3 separate regions of the Ovis aries genome follow, and regions 1 and 3 are each linked to region 2. The links are chromatin contacts, called in public Hi-C maps. All regions are on one chromosome and are shown on one strand. Each heading gives the region's core, a stretch centred on a gene start, on an enhancer-like site or on the middle of the called end of the contact. The rest is flanking DNA. Distances are from core to core; before and after follow the strand shown.

Region 1 (2,700 bases), core at 109-2,608, 74 kb before region 2:
CTGGGATTCACCGGAACTCCCTTGCTTCTCTTCGCCAGACCCAAGCTGTAATGTTACCCTTCACCAGTAGGTGCCGCCGTCTAACATACCATCCTCCAGTCTTCCGTGAAGTCCCGAAGGCAAACCTTGGGGAGCCTACCCAAGGCACCCAGCGCTTCAAACAATCTGCAAATGAAATTATTATAAATGAGATACTCCTACATCGATGAAGTTAAAATGTGGAATTAAAGTGTGTTTCTGAATAACCACAGATTTCAATTTTTAATCAGTTTGACACTCATTGTGCACTTGCTAGGTGCCAGGAACTTAAAGGATATGGGCGTTCAAAGATGGCATGGTTTCTCTTTTAAAGTTCATAATTAGGTAGGAGAGGAAAATCTGCATCTAAATAATTAGAATATAAGGTAGAACATGGGACTTCCCTGGTGGTCCATTGGTTAAGAATCTCCGCCAACGGAGGGGACGTGGGTTTGATCCCTGCTCTGGGAAGATTCTGCTCTGGGAAGATGCTGGCAGCTGAACCCGCGAGCTGCAACTGCCGGGCTCACGCGCCCCAAACACGGAAGCCGCACCCTGGAGCCCGTGCTCTGCAACTCCCCACAACTAGAGAACGTCCTCGCACAGCAGCGAAGACCAGGGCAGCCAACACGAAATAATTTTTTTTTTTTTTTCTGAAAAAGGCAGAACATGGTAAATACCCAAATACGGAGGTACCAACATAAAATTCTAATGAAAGCATTAAAAGAGATAGATTAATTCCAGCTGGAAGCTTGGGGAACGACTCAGAGGAGGAGAGGGTTTAAAGACGACCTCCAAGAATAGGTAGGCTTCCTATACATGGAGTTGGGCGAAAACGGTGAGGGCTTTCCAGGTGGCGGAAATAAGGTGAGCAAGGATTTGAGGGGGAATGTCTACCAGGAATTAATAATGTGGTTTGACAAGGGTTTAAGGGGCTGGAGAGGAAGATCTGAAAGGTGGGGTGGGGAAGAGCCTGTTCCCAGCCGGTGCTAAGGGGTCGATGCTGTTGTCGTGCCTCCGGGAACCCGAAGGACTTGAAGCAAGGCAGCAGCAGGGCTGGCTGCGGTCATGAACTGCCTTTCCATACCCTGGACGTGATGTGCTCTGCAGGACTTCTTCAGCGTTTAGCAACTTTATTTCATCAAGGATGCGGGAAGAGAACAGAGAGCAGAAAGGCAGAAAGGAGGCACAGAAAGAAGTGACAGGGAGGGAAATGATGGATAGAAGGGAAGAAAAGATGGAGAAAGACGAGAGGCCCCAGAGGAGCAGGAGGGCAGCGCCTGCGCTGGGAGGAGGCTCAGCCAGTGCTGTGCTCAGGGAGCTGTCTGGGCGTTTCCAGGCCAGCGGCCTCTGGCTCCCAGCCCTGGCAACCACAGAGGACAATGTGAGGCGGGCTTGTTTGGTGATGTGTTTGCTGCTGGCCCTGTTTGTTTGTTTTCCATTATTATTATTATTTTTTTCCTGGCAGTGGACACATCTGGGGTAGAGGAGGAGATCAGCGCCGTGGCTCACAGTGACAGTGGTCCCCAAGTCAGGCTCTGGGCCCCTGGGACTCTTCAAGTGGGGGCTTGTGGGCATTGGAGTTGGACTTTGGATGTTCCTGGGAGAGGCCTCTATGTGGGCACCCAGAGCCAGGTGGTGGCTGGCCCAGGCACAGAGATGGTTTGCATCCAGCTCTTTGTCCTTGTCTTTCTCTACCCCAACAGGAAAGAATTAAAAGTCCTTGAGGCTTGGGCTCCTTGCCTGTGTGGCCAGGATGTCGTGCTGGGCTGGGGAGCCTGTAGGGGTACAAACAGCAGCCACTTTCAGCTCAGCACTGGGGGCCAAAGGGGGAGTCCACACGAGCCTGCCTGCTCTCAAGCCCTGATGATGAGTCTGGCCTTCTCCCTCCTGTCCCACAGCCCTTGGAAGCCAACCTAACGAGCACTATTAAAGTTAATGAAACACAAGGAGTCCTCCCTTTGCTCGGTTATGACTCTTAACGAGATTGCTCCCTCTTGCAGAGGAGATTCATTTGAGCTGCCAGGGCTTAGCCTTTGTCCCCCTAATTTTTATTGGCCCATTAACAAGATCAGATGCCCTGGGCTGACCAGGAATATCTGGTGTGGGTTCCCAACAAGCCCCACTGGGTCCAGTATCAAGTGGCCTTTTGATCCCAAATTAGCCTAAGAATGGCCCCTGTTTCCCTTCTTCCCTCTGCTCCTTCTCCTCCTCCAAACCCAGTTTCCTATGTCGGTACAGCAGGGATTTGGGCAGAATTCAGAAGCTAGGAGATGTCCCTCATCTGCTTTAGAGCGTGTCTCAACCCACTGATGGAGCAGCTCCCCTCATAAGAAATCCAGTGTGGCTTAAGGGCTTTGCTCCCCATTAAAATGGAAATACACTGAACCTTGTTAGTCATTTGCACTTTGGTGTGAATCAGTTCGTAAGGTCATGGATTGGCTGCAAAGGGATCTGGGAATCTTCTGTACTGTACACGGGTTTTTATCCCCAGTGGTCATTTTTCCAGAGAGAGGTTTTCTATAGCTTTCTTCAAAGTTTTCATGACACTCCCGCCCCCTCGCACAAGACAGAAAACCTCTCTGGAAGTGGGAGAAGAGTGGTTGGTAACTGGGCCCCAGAAGACAGACTCTTCTACTGCTTGGCCAGTCCCGGCCCTGGGGAGGAGCTGCCCCACCCCTC
Region 2 (2,700 bases), core at 197-2,696:
TTCCTCCTGCTGCCCCTTCCCCATAGCTTGGGTAAGAAGCGGATACCTAAAGGGGCTGCGTGATATATATAAATGAACTGCTCAAGTACAGTAATTTCAGGCATCATTAGGGAGAGTCACAGCAATACCATTTTTATGGGAAAACAAACTGGTGTCATTCTGAAAACTTTCTCCCAGAAATAAAAATGCACAAACAGGATTCTGGGGAAGAATTTTTTTTAAAGCGAAATCAACAACCTAACCTACATATCTCCCTGTAATAATGAAAAATATTTTCATCGCACCTTGCTGAAATCATGCAACTTCCTCCCACTTCTTCAGGCTTTGGGGAGTAGGCCAGCCTGCTTCACAGTTGACATCCCTGAGGGAAATACCAGGAAAAGGTGATGAGGAGGAAGGGGCAGGTTTAGTATGTACTGGTTTGAGATACTCTGGCTAAACAGTACCTTTGCCAGGCCATTCCCCTCCTTTCTGCCTGGGCCTCAGAGTGAAGTGGATTTTCTTAAGCAGAAATGTTCTTGGATCTCTTCATAATTTTCCCCTTCAAAATGTAGGAGTTGTGCAAGAAAAATCTACATTCCACACTAACAAGGCAAGGGTTATAATGAGAACTTGGTTTCTTACAGGCAATACTTTCATCTTTTGCTTTATTTATTTATTTTCAAAGTAAGCTTTTGTGGTAAGAAATCAAGTCAGAGTAATAAAGAACGATGGGAGAGTGCGGAGTGGAAATTTTACTTTTCGCCACCCCCCACCCCCCCCCCCCGCAAAGTACAGGGAACTGGAGAAGAGGGGGAGGGGTCACCTCAGGTCCTCACATCACTTCAGGGGCAGCAGGAACCCAGAAAGGCCGGCGATGTGCTCCCTGGAGCTCAGGGATCCGACCCCAGCACCCACATGAGCCCCTGGGTACCGCCCTCCCAGTCCCCCGCCTGCTCTGACCAGCACCCGGCAGGGTTCTCGGCTTCCACACCTGGAGAATGGGAGAAGGGCGCTCCTCCTGCACCGCGCCCAGGCTAAGGAAACCACCTGCCTGGCTGTGGACCCTTGTTTCTCAAGCTTTCTGAACAGGCTGAAGAAACACAACGGTGCGCCTTCCCTTCCTCGGTCGTTCCAGATGATCTTTTTCGCGGAGGGCGGGAAATGCCGGGCAGGGTCGGGCCAGGTCACCGGAGGCCTCGAGCCCTTGAGGACAGAGGCCCTCCGACAGCCGCTTCCGCCCGCCGCGGCGGCGGCACGTGCCTAGCCCCGTCGCCCCGGAGACGGGCCGGGGTTTGTGCTCAAAGCCCGGCCTGTGCCACCCTGACGCGGGCGCGGGGGGTGAGGCCGGGCTCGGCCCTCCTGCCTGCACGCCGCCTCTCGGGCCCTGCCGGCCGCCGCCCCCCGCCGCCCCTCCGCGGTGGTACGGCCCGCGCTCAGCGGAGGGCCTCCGCCCCGCCGACGCAAGAGCGGCTGCGGGCCTCCGGGGAGAGGTGAGGGCCCCGGAGCTGCCCGAGCCGTGGTGGGGGCCCGGAGCCGGCGCTTCGGGCGGGGAAGGCCGCCCGGCTCTGGCCGCAGTGTCGCGCTTGTGGAGGCAGCGCTCACTTCTCGGGTTCCCCTTCCTCCGGGCCGTTCTGCCCGCCTCCCTCCCTGAAGCTGCCCGCCCAGCTCCCTCAGTGGGGTCCACGTCGGGCGCGACGGGCCGGGCCCCAGACCCCCAACCCCCGCGGTAGTTGAAGCGCCCTCTTCCCCGCCGCCCACAGCGCCCGCGTTTACTTCCCCACCCAGATTCTATCAGCAGGATGACGGACGTGAAGGAAAACGTGCCTGGGAAGGACCCTGGCGACGCAGAGAGCAGACCCTGTAAGCCCGAAAGCTCAGGACCGACCCGGGAAGACAAGAGCAGCCTCAGAGACCACCCTTCTCGTAGGTCCAGCCTCGGCCCTCGGGGTGTGCTCAGTGAGGGTCGGGTGGGAACCGCCACACTCCTCTCGTCCCCTCTTTCCTTACTTCCTGCAACCCCAGCCTCTTCCTTTCAGGCCAGAGGCACCCTATTGAACCGAAGATCTGCAGAGAGTTTGGGGTCTTGGAGAAAAGACGTGACCCAGGAGCGATTTCTTGAATCGGACAAGATTGAGGCTCAGTTCAGAGCCCTGTTTATGTTCTGTTATTTTTAATTCGTAGGTGGAACATGGCAGACACCTGGGGTAGAGTTTAAAGACCTGAAATGATCCCTGTGTTCTCTCTGTGCTTGGTGGACTGCATTAGTAATGCTGCTGAGGCCTCACTCTTATCGAGGGCATGAGGAGATGAGACGGTTGGATAGCATCACCGGCTCAATGGACATGAGTCTGAGCAAACTCCAGGAGATAGTGAAGGACGGGGAAGCCTGGTGTCCATGGGGTCGCAAAGAGTCTGACTCCACACAACAGCAACAATAGTACAGTGTTCTTTTATGTTCCTGGTGGGGCACAAAGTCTCTTCCACTCTTTAGGTCTGATCTCACTGGGATTCATCCAGCATTTCTTTTATAATAATCACCAGATAATTTAAGTAGTCCTCAATCGGAAGGCCTGCCCACGTGCCTTAACCACCTGAGTTAAATTCTTCAAATTCAGTCCCATTTCTTTCTCTTGTAGCCACACGGGGTCGCTGCTGGTTAAGGAAAAGTAGCAAATTGGGTGCTTGGAATCCTCCCTTGGCATAGGTACTTTTCAATAG
Region 3 (2,700 bases), core at 127-2,626, 130 kb after region 2:
CGCAGAGGCGATGAAAGTAGGCCAAGGCAACTGAGCACTCCAGTTACTGGTGGCAGCCAATCACGGGCCCCTCCCCAGGAGTGGCTCGCTCTGAGGTCAGGCCTCAAAGCGGAGTCTGTGCCGTCAGCCTGAACCCAAGGGGAATGACTTGTTGGGCCTGTTTTTCCACCACGGGAACTTGAGGATTTGTGATTTGAGACCCCAAATCAATCTCGGCCACAAGGCTGCCAGCCTTCCCTCCCTCGGCACTCACCTAGTCTGACCTGACCTTTTCCTTGCTCCATATGCTCAAAGGTGACAAGTCCACTCCAGCCCGGGGTATTAAAATGAAAGGCCATAATACGCCCACCACCCAGAATGCCCTGAAACCCAACTCGCCCAGCCCAAGGAACACCATTGTCTCCTTCGGCCCTTGTGGAGCTGTTTCTGCCAGGAGGGGGGTGGGGGCTCTACCTTTTGTCTTTCCATCCACGGACACCAGCTTCTTTGTCTCTGCTGTCAGCAGCAGCTCATAAGGGTGTTCATCCTCCTCCTTGGCTGCGCTCCCCTGAATCCAGGGTCTCATGGCCAAGACCTGAGAGAGAAAGCACGTACTTCTCAGGCGGGGGGCTAACACCCAGACAGGCTATGTCAAATAAATTTGAGATTATCAGCTCCTTTTTCTTCAGAGAGGAAGAGAGGAGGGGAAGAGAAGGTAAGTCAGTCAAGTGTCACAGGGATTACAACGGCTCTCCTGGCCACACATCTGGGCCTCAAATCTCAATGGCCTCTGATTAAAACACTTCCCTTTCCTTCCCTCATTTCATCTTTCAAAATGCCATAAATAAAACCCAAGATCCTCCCCTCCCCTGCCTTGCCCCTCTCTGCGTGATCTCTTTTCTGTGGATAACACCTCCCGAGTGGTTTTCAGTCACCATGCATCATAAGGCCTTCTCTCTCCACGTTTTTTTCTAATATTTAATACATTCACACAGTACCCCAAAGGCTGGAATCCTTCCCCTCTTCTCAAGAGGGGATCAACATGATTTCTAACTAACCCTGACTGACATACATTTACTAGGAACAAAGCTGTCTGTAAATCCTCTATTTCTGTGAGCCCTTCTTCATAGGCCCCAGGGTTATAGATGAGGATTTTCCCAAAGCTGGCTTCCTAACACACGTAGGAGAACACAATCTTAAATCAATTCTACCAATCTCTGTTCTGAAGAGAGGCAAGGATGAATTTCAGTGGAGAAAAAGCAGCTCTGTCTCCTGAGAAACCCCTAATCCAGGCAGCCAAGTGTCTCTGATGAAATGACTGGCCAGAGCTGGCCCCGACATCTGCCAACCGGCTTGAGTCAGCTGGGGGCCTGTAGCCACAGCCAGTCATGGTACCAGAGGAGCCAAGTGTCTCAACACAAGCCAGAAACACGACGGTTCATGCTACAGTTGCACTGAGAGAGAGGATGGAGATACTTGCTATAGAGGATAATTCTGGCTCATCGGTGCTAAGAATCCAATGCGTTTCACAGGCAAATTAAATATAATACTGGCTATTACAAAAGCAAACCAAAGCACAAAATCTCTGATTGAGGAGTTTGGCTGGAACAAGGGATATATTACGAAGGAGGGGGTGAGAGGGACTCACGAGTCCATCTCACAAACAAGGGGACCCTACAAGTCAGGCGTTCTGGTGCACCCAGAAACCTCCTCCTTTATTGACATGTCCCACGGCTCACTGGAAACAAATCGGGTTTGTCATTCATCAGGATTTGGCTTCTTGGAGGCATAGCTCACAGCGTTACAGACTAATGAGATAACAGATTCTAGCAGCCTCAGATTCAACCAGAGACTGCAGCTCCTGTCTGCTAACAAGGCTGCCACGCCAAAGACAATGACGGTCTCTCCAAAGTTCTGCTGAGCGCAGCAGGCACCTCCACTTCATGAGGGCCACCTGACAGCTAAAAACTATTTCATCACAGGGAGCCATTTGCCTGTATTACTTTATTCCTTTCGCCTCATCATAGGAACACAATTAAGGGAACAAAGAGGGGCCATGAAGCAGTTCAGACAGCGTCAACTTAACACCACAGGCTTCACAGACAGGAATGTGTGTTCTGCAACTTGACACACCCAGGGCCATCACTTGGGCAGAGCCCTGGAAATCTGATTCTGTGAGTGTTCTGCACGCAGTCAGGGCTCTCACAGAGCCCCAGGCAGTCTTCTCTGCGAGGTATTTGACAGCCTGGGTGCCTGGCCTATAATATCCTTTCTTCCCAAGCAGAACAGGGCTGATGACTTCCATCTGGAAAATCAGGCTACTGGACCTGCATTCACTCCCTGCCTGGCTCCTGTGCAGGACAACCGGAAGCAGAGAACCAGCAATGGCAGAGCTGGAGGGGCCCGAACCATTACAGCCACAGCTAGGGAGCATCTGGTTCCAGCTCATTCCTTCAGCGAATGACAAAACCCAGTTCTCAGAGAGGTTCCAGCAGAGCCAGGGCCAAAAAATTCACCCCTCCTCCAGATTCTAGAGTTGGCCTCTATTTTTTTCTGGGAAGTATGGTTTCTCCACTCAACTAGGAACCGTCTCCCCACTTCAGATGTCTAATGAGGGTCCCCTGTTTAGACCCACACGATCGTAGGGTGATCTTTTCCTCTTGGTCCTGGCCTCTGCCAGCTATGGGATTAAAATCTCATGAAAAAGCAATAAACTGCCTT

The links. Hi-C and Micro-C count contacts between places; a contact is called where the count stands out from the background.
Region 1: a Hi-C map of tail adipose tissue shows a contact between it and region 2, with 5 times the contacts expected there. The contact joins the enhancer-like site here to the promoter of TCP11 in region 2. A contact is called at or near these places in 9 of 16 Hi-C or Micro-C datasets (hypothalamus, liver, mesenteric adipose tissue and 5 more).
Region 3: a contact with region 2 is called in a Hi-C map of tail adipose tissue, with 7 times the contacts expected there. The contact joins the enhancer-like site here to the promoter of TCP11 in region 2. A contact is called at or near these places in 8 of 16 Hi-C or Micro-C datasets (blood, hypothalamus, liver and 3 more).

Annotation. Positions count from the first base shown.
Region 1 is chr20:9,314,434-9,317,133 of ARS-UI_Ramb_v3.0, reverse strand. No RefSeq gene overlaps it. Among named protein-coding and RNA genes, the nearest start is that of SCUBE3, 10 kb to the left of the region's middle. Within about 2 kb of position 1,358, at least 2 of the 54 cell types and tissues checked have an H3K27ac peak or open chromatin away from gene starts, as enhancers often do. A contact at or near this core is called in tail adipose tissue, where this site is marked.
Region 2 is chr20:9,240,135-9,242,834 of ARS-UI_Ramb_v3.0, reverse strand. TCP11 (t-complex 11) reads left to right here and starts at 1,446. Exons shown (of 10, transcript XM_027958916.3): 1 at 1,446-1,472; 2 at 1,768-1,905. The coding sequence starts at 1,782.
Region 3 is chr20:9,112,842-9,115,541 of ARS-UI_Ramb_v3.0, reverse strand. ANKS1A (ankyrin repeat and sterile alpha motif domain containing 1A) reads right to left here. Exons shown (of 24, transcript XM_042237563.2): 11 at 454-574. Among named protein-coding and RNA genes, the nearest start is that of ANKS1A, 92 kb to the right of the region's middle. Within about 2 kb of position 1,376, at least 8 of the 54 cell types and tissues checked have an H3K27ac peak or open chromatin away from gene starts, as enhancers often do. A contact at or near this core is called in tail adipose tissue, where this site is marked.